2 separate regions of the Oryctolagus cuniculus genome follow, and region 1 is linked to region 2. The links are chromatin contacts, called in public Micro-C maps. All regions are on one chromosome and are shown on one strand. Each heading gives the region's core, a stretch centred on a gene start, on an enhancer-like site or on the middle of the called end of the contact. The rest is flanking DNA. Distances are from core to core; before and after follow the strand shown.

Region 1 (3,644 bases), core at 329-2,828, 77 kb before region 2:
GTTAGAAGCCAGGGCCTGGCATGCCTCAATGAGATTGTCTCAAGTGGCATTTCATCTCTAACTCAACCTCACTGAAATCTAGAAAACTGACCCTGCCCTGAAAACTCAGTTAAAGTATACGAAAACTGTCGCGGCAAGCCCCCGGCGCCATCAAGTCCAGTTCCACATTTAAAGGTTTTTAGTTTTCAGCCTATAAAAGAAAGCTCTGGTTGATCCTTTAGCTGGCCAGCAGTGAGTGTTGATTTTAAACCAGTGAGTCAACCGCCCCGGCGATGCCGGCCTATCTCTGGAAACAAGGGGCGTGAGCTGCCTGGGCACCACCTGTTCACGTGCAGCCCGGCCCTTAGGCAAACAGCAGCTCGGAGGAAAGATGTGGATTGAATACACACACCTATATATAAAGGATTGGTTTCATTCCTTCAATCTGATCAGAGCTCCCCCACAAGAGAACCAGGAATCTGCTGTTCCTTGCCCATTCTACAGAACGCGTTAATCAAAACACAACAGACAACGTCTGAAAAGACAAAACAAAAAAATGCAAAACGTTTTCGCTGACTTCTCCAGATGTCATCACTGAATGGATGGGTATTCTCTTCAATCCTCAAAGACTGAATTCCATCGTCTCAAGAAAATGCTGACTCATAGATGACTAAGCTGAAGGTTACAGGGAAGACTAAATATTTATTTAGAAGTTACAGTGTTTGTTTTTACAGAGATATGTTGTCACAGATTACTGATGCTGGAAGGTCTGTTAATGCTTATGGTGCTGTACACATCGCAGTCTGGTCTCCTGGCGTCTCAGGAAAGCGTTTCCTGTAGCACAGATGCAGCCATCTTCGGGGGTCTGTCTCCAGACTGTGGTTCTTGCTCTTCCCTCGTGGCGGTCAAGTGCAGTGTGCCTAGGAGTCTTCCTTTCGTCCGCTGGGCTGTGGGCCTCCTGCCGCCTCCCAGGCAGCCGGCAAAAGTCCTCAGCAAGGAGTCCGTGCTCTGGCCATCGCCATTACTCTGTCCTGGGTGACTCCTGTCCTGCTGAGGTTCGTTTCCCTCTCGTGCTTCAATGGGAAGGATGCCTTATGTCTCTCCAGAATTATAAAAACACATATACAGTTATTTACAAGTGCATAAATATATAAATATGACTATAATAGAAAAATAAATACCAATTTTTCTCTGTCTCTTTAAAAAAAAAAAAAACATAGTCTTTCTGGGATATCAGCTTCTGCCTAAACTGTAGGAGGCGGCGTTTCAAAAGACACATGCACCGTTGGGCTGGCGGAGCGCCGCATCCCAGGTTCCTGTCCTAGGTAGGACCCCGTGGGGTGCTGGGGACACCAGTCTCCTCCACCCACTTGGCAGATGTCAGGACTGTCCACCTCTTCCACGGGTACCAGGCCCAAACAGCACGGGGTCCCTGTGGGGGAGAGAAGGTGGGAGCGTTATTAAAACCCAGACTGACCAGGAAACCAACTCATGGTGGCAATGGGCCAGTCTGTCTGGTGGCAGCTGGTTATACTGGCCCAAAGGGAGGGAGAGAACCTACAACCAAGTGCAGGCATTCATGGAGAGGGCCACTGGCTACACTCGTCCCACCCACCTGGGACCGTGGAGGCTCCCAAGCACTCAGCCTGCCCCCGAGGGTTCAGGCTGCTAGTCATAACCATCACACCCACAATTCACTCCCTGCAGACTGACGTGCGGCTGGGGCTGGCTCTAGGAGTCTTTCAGAATCTAACTTCCCAGAGATCGGGCCTAGGATCTGCACGGGAATGGACGTGCACACCACACAGACTGAGAAACATCAGCAATCCTCTGAACCAGCCTCGGTCCTAACTGGGCACCCACGGATTTCCAAGGGGACCAGAGGACCAGAGGTTGGTGCTGGGGGGAGGGACAGGAAAGGCCCTGAGCCCCTCGGAGAAGTTCTGTGCGTGCACAGAGCTCTGATGATGCTGTTTGTGAGAACTTGGCTCCTTAACGACTGATGCAATCTTATTCCTTAATTAAGAGACAAGACCCAACAGAGCAAGTGATTAGAGAATGCTTCTTGGTGACGGGAGGCGAAAGGAATTTGTGAATGGCCTTGAAATGCAGACACAAAACAGGCTCCTATCCCTGGCACGGGGAAGTGGCCCTTTCCTTGGCCTCTGAGGGCCACGGATTACAGCGCTGCAGGATCCACCTGGTGTGCCCACAGACCTTCCGCAGCCAGGGGAGTGGCGAGCCTCCCCCACCCCCGCTCCCCTCCACACTGGAGCAGTGGATTGCCCCTCAGCACGCCCCACTTTAGAGACTGCTCGCTCCTCGCCTCTACTGCTGGGCCATGAATGCCGACCTCAGGTCATCCCCAACCTGTTCACTTTTGCTGCCCGGTCCCTGGCCCTGACCTGAGTGAAATGCAGGGTCCCACGGCGCCTCCAGCCCAGGACCGTCGGGTGCACTCCTCACGTGTGACCGGCCCGTGGCAAGAGGCTGTTCCTGGAGGTGGGGCTGCAGCAGCTGGTGAGCTGAGTCATCAGGCAGTGTGTATAAGAATGCGCCCTCGTCTGGGTGAGGCGTGGGGCCCCTGCGTTGCAAAAGACCAGACGGCGCGGTGAGGCGGGGACAAAGTGGGCCAGCGCCCTGCGGCATCCCCACGCCTGCCCTGGCCGCGGGGCGTCACACCATCAGTTCCACCGACCCTGCTGGCGCACTGCCATTTCATTCTGCAGGGGGAGCTGTGGAGGCGGGTGTCCAGGGGCCCCAAGTTGGTTGTATGTGGGCATCTCCGGCCCACCCAGCGAGGGAAGGATTCGGAGGCCAGGTCTCAGGTGGCAAGGGGATCCTAACCACAAGCACAACACTTAGTGCTGAGGGGCACAGCCTGGCGGGAGGATGGCGGTCAGCCTCGGGGGCCACCAAGACAAGCAACAGCACTCGGTGCTTGGCGAGGGGCTACAGAGAGGTGGGACTCCGAGGCTAGCAGGTGAGAGGCAGGGAGGGGCGGGGCCCGCTTACCTGGCCAGCTGGTGGCTTTGGGAGTCGTACACAGTGCCAAGAAGGGTCTGGCTCAGCAGGCTGTTGGTGTCATCTTGCTGCTCAAAGGCAAGAGTAACCCAGGGGTCACGGCGGGGCGTCCCATCACGATCCGCAGCTGCCTGGCGCCCCAAGCGGCAGCCCAAGAGACCCCTCGGGCCCCGCAGCTGCCAGCCACTCCCTGAACCCTGGGAGCCCGTTACCTGCTGAAGCTCCCCTGGGCAGTGCTGCTGAGGCTTCGTGCCGGGGTAGGCCGCGGGCCCGGCGGGGCAGCCCCTGCTCACGTGGACCCTGCCGCCACGGGCCTGTCCACTGAGGCCACTGCCATAGGGCTGAGCGTCGGCTCGGTGGCCCGGGAGTCCTCCGAGCGGCACCATGGTGTACTGGCAGGAGGAGGCCAGCAGGGCACTTCGAGGGAAAGCCAGGTCTGTGGTATGTTCTGTCAGGACAAGAGGACAGAGGCCGGCTTGGACCAAGGAAGCCGTGCACACGAAGCCAGGGAACCACTGGCCACACGGGGTCGCGGGCTGTTGGCTGGGAGCCGGCCTTGCCTGAGGGAAGGATCTTTCTGTCCCTGTTTCTTCCTAACATCTAACATCTCGCCGTTCTTTGGCACTGAGGAGAAGGGTGGG
Region 2 (3,572 bases), core at 27-2,526:
AAAAATTCTGTGGATCACCTGGGAAAGCAAAACTAACAGGCAGCACCTGCGAAGTCCAGCACAGCCTTCAGAAACCCTGCAAGCAAATTCTCCCTGGGTCGCTGGCCCGCGCCACAGCCCCATCCCACTTGTCCCGGCTGCACTGCCCCGGCTTCTCACAGTTACAGGGAAAGTCCAGGAGCGCAGCAGGAAGCTCAGGCTCGCTCACACTCACGCCCGCGCGCGTCTCTCTAGCCGCTGCCCCAGCCCCACTCACACCTCCGGACGCTCCACTTCGGCCTCGCCCCTCTGCCCCTCCAACTAGCGATGCGTTGCTGAGCGCCCGGTGCGCGCGGTCCCTCATCGGACCGTTTGCTTTACAATAAAACACCAACCCTGGTGACCCCGTAGCCCCGAAGAGGCCACAGGCTCTTCCAGTGGTTCTCTGTTTGCCGACGCCCGTGGCTGCGAGGAGCCGGGGCGCCAGTGTCAACCTTTGGGAGAAGTTGGGGAGGCTGCCCGAGCCCTTCTTCCACCCCAGAAGCTGCCGGGAACCGCTCTGGAAGCGAGGGCCGGGGGGTGTTGGACAACCAGGGCCCCGCCACGCCGCACGGCCACGGAACGAGACGCGGCAACCCCGCCTCGGCCGCAGCCGCCGAGCCCGAGCCGGCCGGCCGAGCGCTCCGACCCGCGCCCGCCGCCGCGCGTCCTGCAGCCGCCGCTCGGCTTCGCCCGGCCTGCGGCTGCCGGCCTCTCTTGCCCTTCCCCAAACCAACAAATAAACACAACTTTTTATGAAAAGAAAACAAACTTCAGCGACGTGACTCACCTCTGGTGCAGCCCGCGCCCGGGCAAGACCAGCCCGGGCCCGGGGGGCCAGCCTGGTGGGCGCGGAGAGAGCCACCCAGCCCCGCGCGGCGCGGACACGCGACACGCACGGTGACACCGGGGACGCGCCACCCGGGAGGGAGAGCGGCTGCAGCGGGCGCAACAAAGGAGCTGCCGGCCGAGAAGTTGCCGGCCGAGGAGGGAGGGCGCGTGCGGGCGCGCGTGGCTGCGGCGGGTGAGTGCGCGTGTGTGAGCGCGCGTGTGCGCGCGCGGCGGCTGACACCGCGGCCCCGGGGCTCAGGGTCCCTGCGGCAGGAAGCGGGCGCCGCGGCGGCGGCGGCGGAGGCAGCGGGAGGACGAGGCAGGGCACGGCGCGCCCAGCGCACCCGGTCCCTCCATATGGAAGAAGCTTTTTTGGATGACTGAACTCGCAAACAATTCCTCCTTTTGCTTCTCCTGCCTAGGAGCCTCCCATTACGGCTCGACGAGGAGGAGGAGGGGGAGCAGAGGAGGTGGGGAGGAGGGGGGAGGAGCAAAAGGGAGCAGAGAAAATGTCTTGGAAAGGAAGCTGGAAAAAAAAAGTCTCCCAAACTCTAGGGCAGTTCCCCCACTTTCTCTCGGCTGCACCTTAGACCCGCGCTGTCCTGCGTGTTTTTCCTCCCCGCATTACAGCGCCGTCCTCTGCCTTTCCCAAGGCCAGGGACTCCTTTGAACGCCTCCTTTTCTTTAGCTTCACCTCCGAGCCTCCCTCTCACTGATGCTGCCCCTCCCTCCTCTCCTCAAGCCTTATTCTAACACCCACCTAGCAATGGTCTCCTCCTTCGTCTGCAAACAAACTTTTGGGTAATACTCAAATCAAATTTGCTGTCATTAAATTACCGCACCACTCTCTCACACACACACACACAAACCCACACCCACTCAAAGAGTGGGGCAGTGGGTAAACCCAGAAAATCGGGCTCGGGGAAGCCCCATCGGCATCTCCGGACCCACTGGGTCACGGGAGGGTTTGTCCTCTGCTGACAGCGCCCTGACCTCCATTCATCATCCCGGGATGGAGCAGCAAGGAGAAGGGGGAGGGGGTAGAGACTAGGAGCAGGGCTGAGGTGCGTGTGCGTGTTAGTGGCGGCAGAGAAAAGTTAACTACCTCCGTGTTGGTTAGGCAACTTCCCAAGCAGTGGTTCTCAAACTTGGACCGCAGCGGCACTCCCAGGAAGACTTGCTTAAATGCAGATCACTGCGCCCTCCCACCCCCAGCCTCTGATTCAATAGTAGGTCTGGGATAGGCCTGAGAATCTGCCTCTCTAGCACCTTCTCAGGTAAGGCCCTTGTTGCCTGTCCAAAACCAATTTTTTTTTTTTTTTTAAGATTTATTTATCTGACAGAGTTACAAAGAGAGGGAGAGACAGAAAGTCTTCCATCTGCTGGTTCACTCCCCAAATGGCCACAACAGCTGGAGCTGAGCAGATCTGAAGCCGGGAGCTTCCTCTGGGTCTCTCACATGGGTGCAGAGGTCCAAGCACTTGGACCATCTCCTGCTTTCCCAGGCCGTATGCAGGGAGCTGGGTCAGAAGAGGAGCAGCAGGGATTAGAACCAGCACCCATATGGGATGCTGGCGATGCAGGTAGAGGCTTAGCCCACTATCCTACAGTGCGGGCCCCCAAGACCACTTTTTTAAACCACTTCTTCCAGGGTATTGAGAAGCCAGGCACATGGTGAGTGGGTGGCAAGTTGGGCTTCCGGTTTATTCTTTAGGGGAGAAACATAGACTGTGAGGGATCAGTCAGCCCATGTCCCCACACTGCAGCCCAGGAGATGGAAACCCAGGAGGGTGCAGCCTTTTGTAGGTAGTGAACTTGGAGCGTGTGCCGCAGTGGTGAGGCCCTGTGCCGGTGGTGCTGTCTCCCCTCTGCGGCAGGATAGCTTTGCTGGGAGTCAGGAACCCACTGTGGCTCTGAGAAAGTCACCTGAGCCTGCTGGGCCCTGGCTTTGTGTTCAGCTGCTTTGTTGCTTTAGTAAAAATCCACACTTTAGGCAAGGTACCTGATTCTAATAGAATCTGAACCAAAAGATGTTTTAGAAGGGTACACAAAGGAATTTTATTCTATATTTTTGCATTTGGTAGTTGAGGCAGCAGCCGATTTCCATGGTGATTTGTTTGGCTGCAAAGCCTGGGGACCACTCTGGTGGTCAGAACTCTTAATTCCCCAGGAGGAGTGGGCCAGCCAGTGTTCCACTGTCCTCCAACTTTCTGCCTTCCCAAGGGGATTTCAAGTCCCATTCCCACGGACAGTGGTAGGATTTTTTAAAGATTTATTTATTTATTTGAAAGGCAGAGTTACAGAGAGGCAGAGGCAGAGAGAAAGGTCTTCCATCTGCTGGTTCACCCCCCAAATGGCTGCAATGGCAGAAGCTGGGTCCATCAGAAGCCAGGAGCCAGGAGCTTCTTCTGGGTCCCCTACGCTGGTGTAGAGGCCCAAGGACTGGGACCATCTTCCACGGCTTTTGCAGGCCATAGCAGAAAGCTGGATCAGAAGTGGAGCAGCCGGAACCGCAGGCAGCAGCTTTACCGGCTACACCAGAGCTTCCGCCCCCAGTGGTAGGATTCTAATGAGAACCAGAGGTGTGAGCTTCTCACGTGGATTCTGCTGTAGTCCTGTAAACAGCTGTTTCTTGCTGAACATCTCAAAGACATCTCCTAGCCTTCCACATTGTCTTTCCCTCCACTCTGATCCTCAGGTCCACACAGCCCTGGGCTCTGAAT

The links. A called contact is a pair of places that touch in the nucleus more often than the background predicts.
Region 1: a Micro-C map of ear pinna shows a contact between it and region 2, with 3 times the contacts expected there. The contact joins the enhancer-like site here to the promoter of BOC in region 2. A contact is called at or near these places in 3 of 6 Hi-C or Micro-C datasets (ear pinna, embryonic fibroblasts and skin fibroblasts).

What each region holds. Positions count from the first base shown.
Region 1 is chr4:69,314,750-69,318,393 of mOryCun1.1, reverse strand. It overlaps BOC (BOC cell adhesion associated, oncogene regulated), which reads right to left. Exons shown (of 19, transcript XM_008266939.4): 16 at 3,216-3,451; 17 at 2,995-3,071; 18 at 2,385-2,563; 19 at 662-1,411. The coding sequence ends at 1,224. Among named protein-coding and RNA genes, the nearest start is that of BOC, 77 kb to the right of the region's middle. Within about 2 kb of position 1,578, at least 2 of the 8 cell types and tissues checked have an H3K27ac peak or open chromatin away from gene starts, as enhancers often do. A contact at or near this core is called in ear pinna, where this site is marked.
Region 2 is chr4:69,237,668-69,241,239 of mOryCun1.1, reverse strand. BOC (BOC cell adhesion associated, oncogene regulated) reads right to left here and starts at 1,276. Exons shown (of 19, transcript XM_008266939.4): 1 at 809-1,276. LOC138849277 (a long non-coding RNA gene) reads left to right here and starts at 913. Exons shown (of 3, transcript XR_011387876.1): 1 at 913-1,042.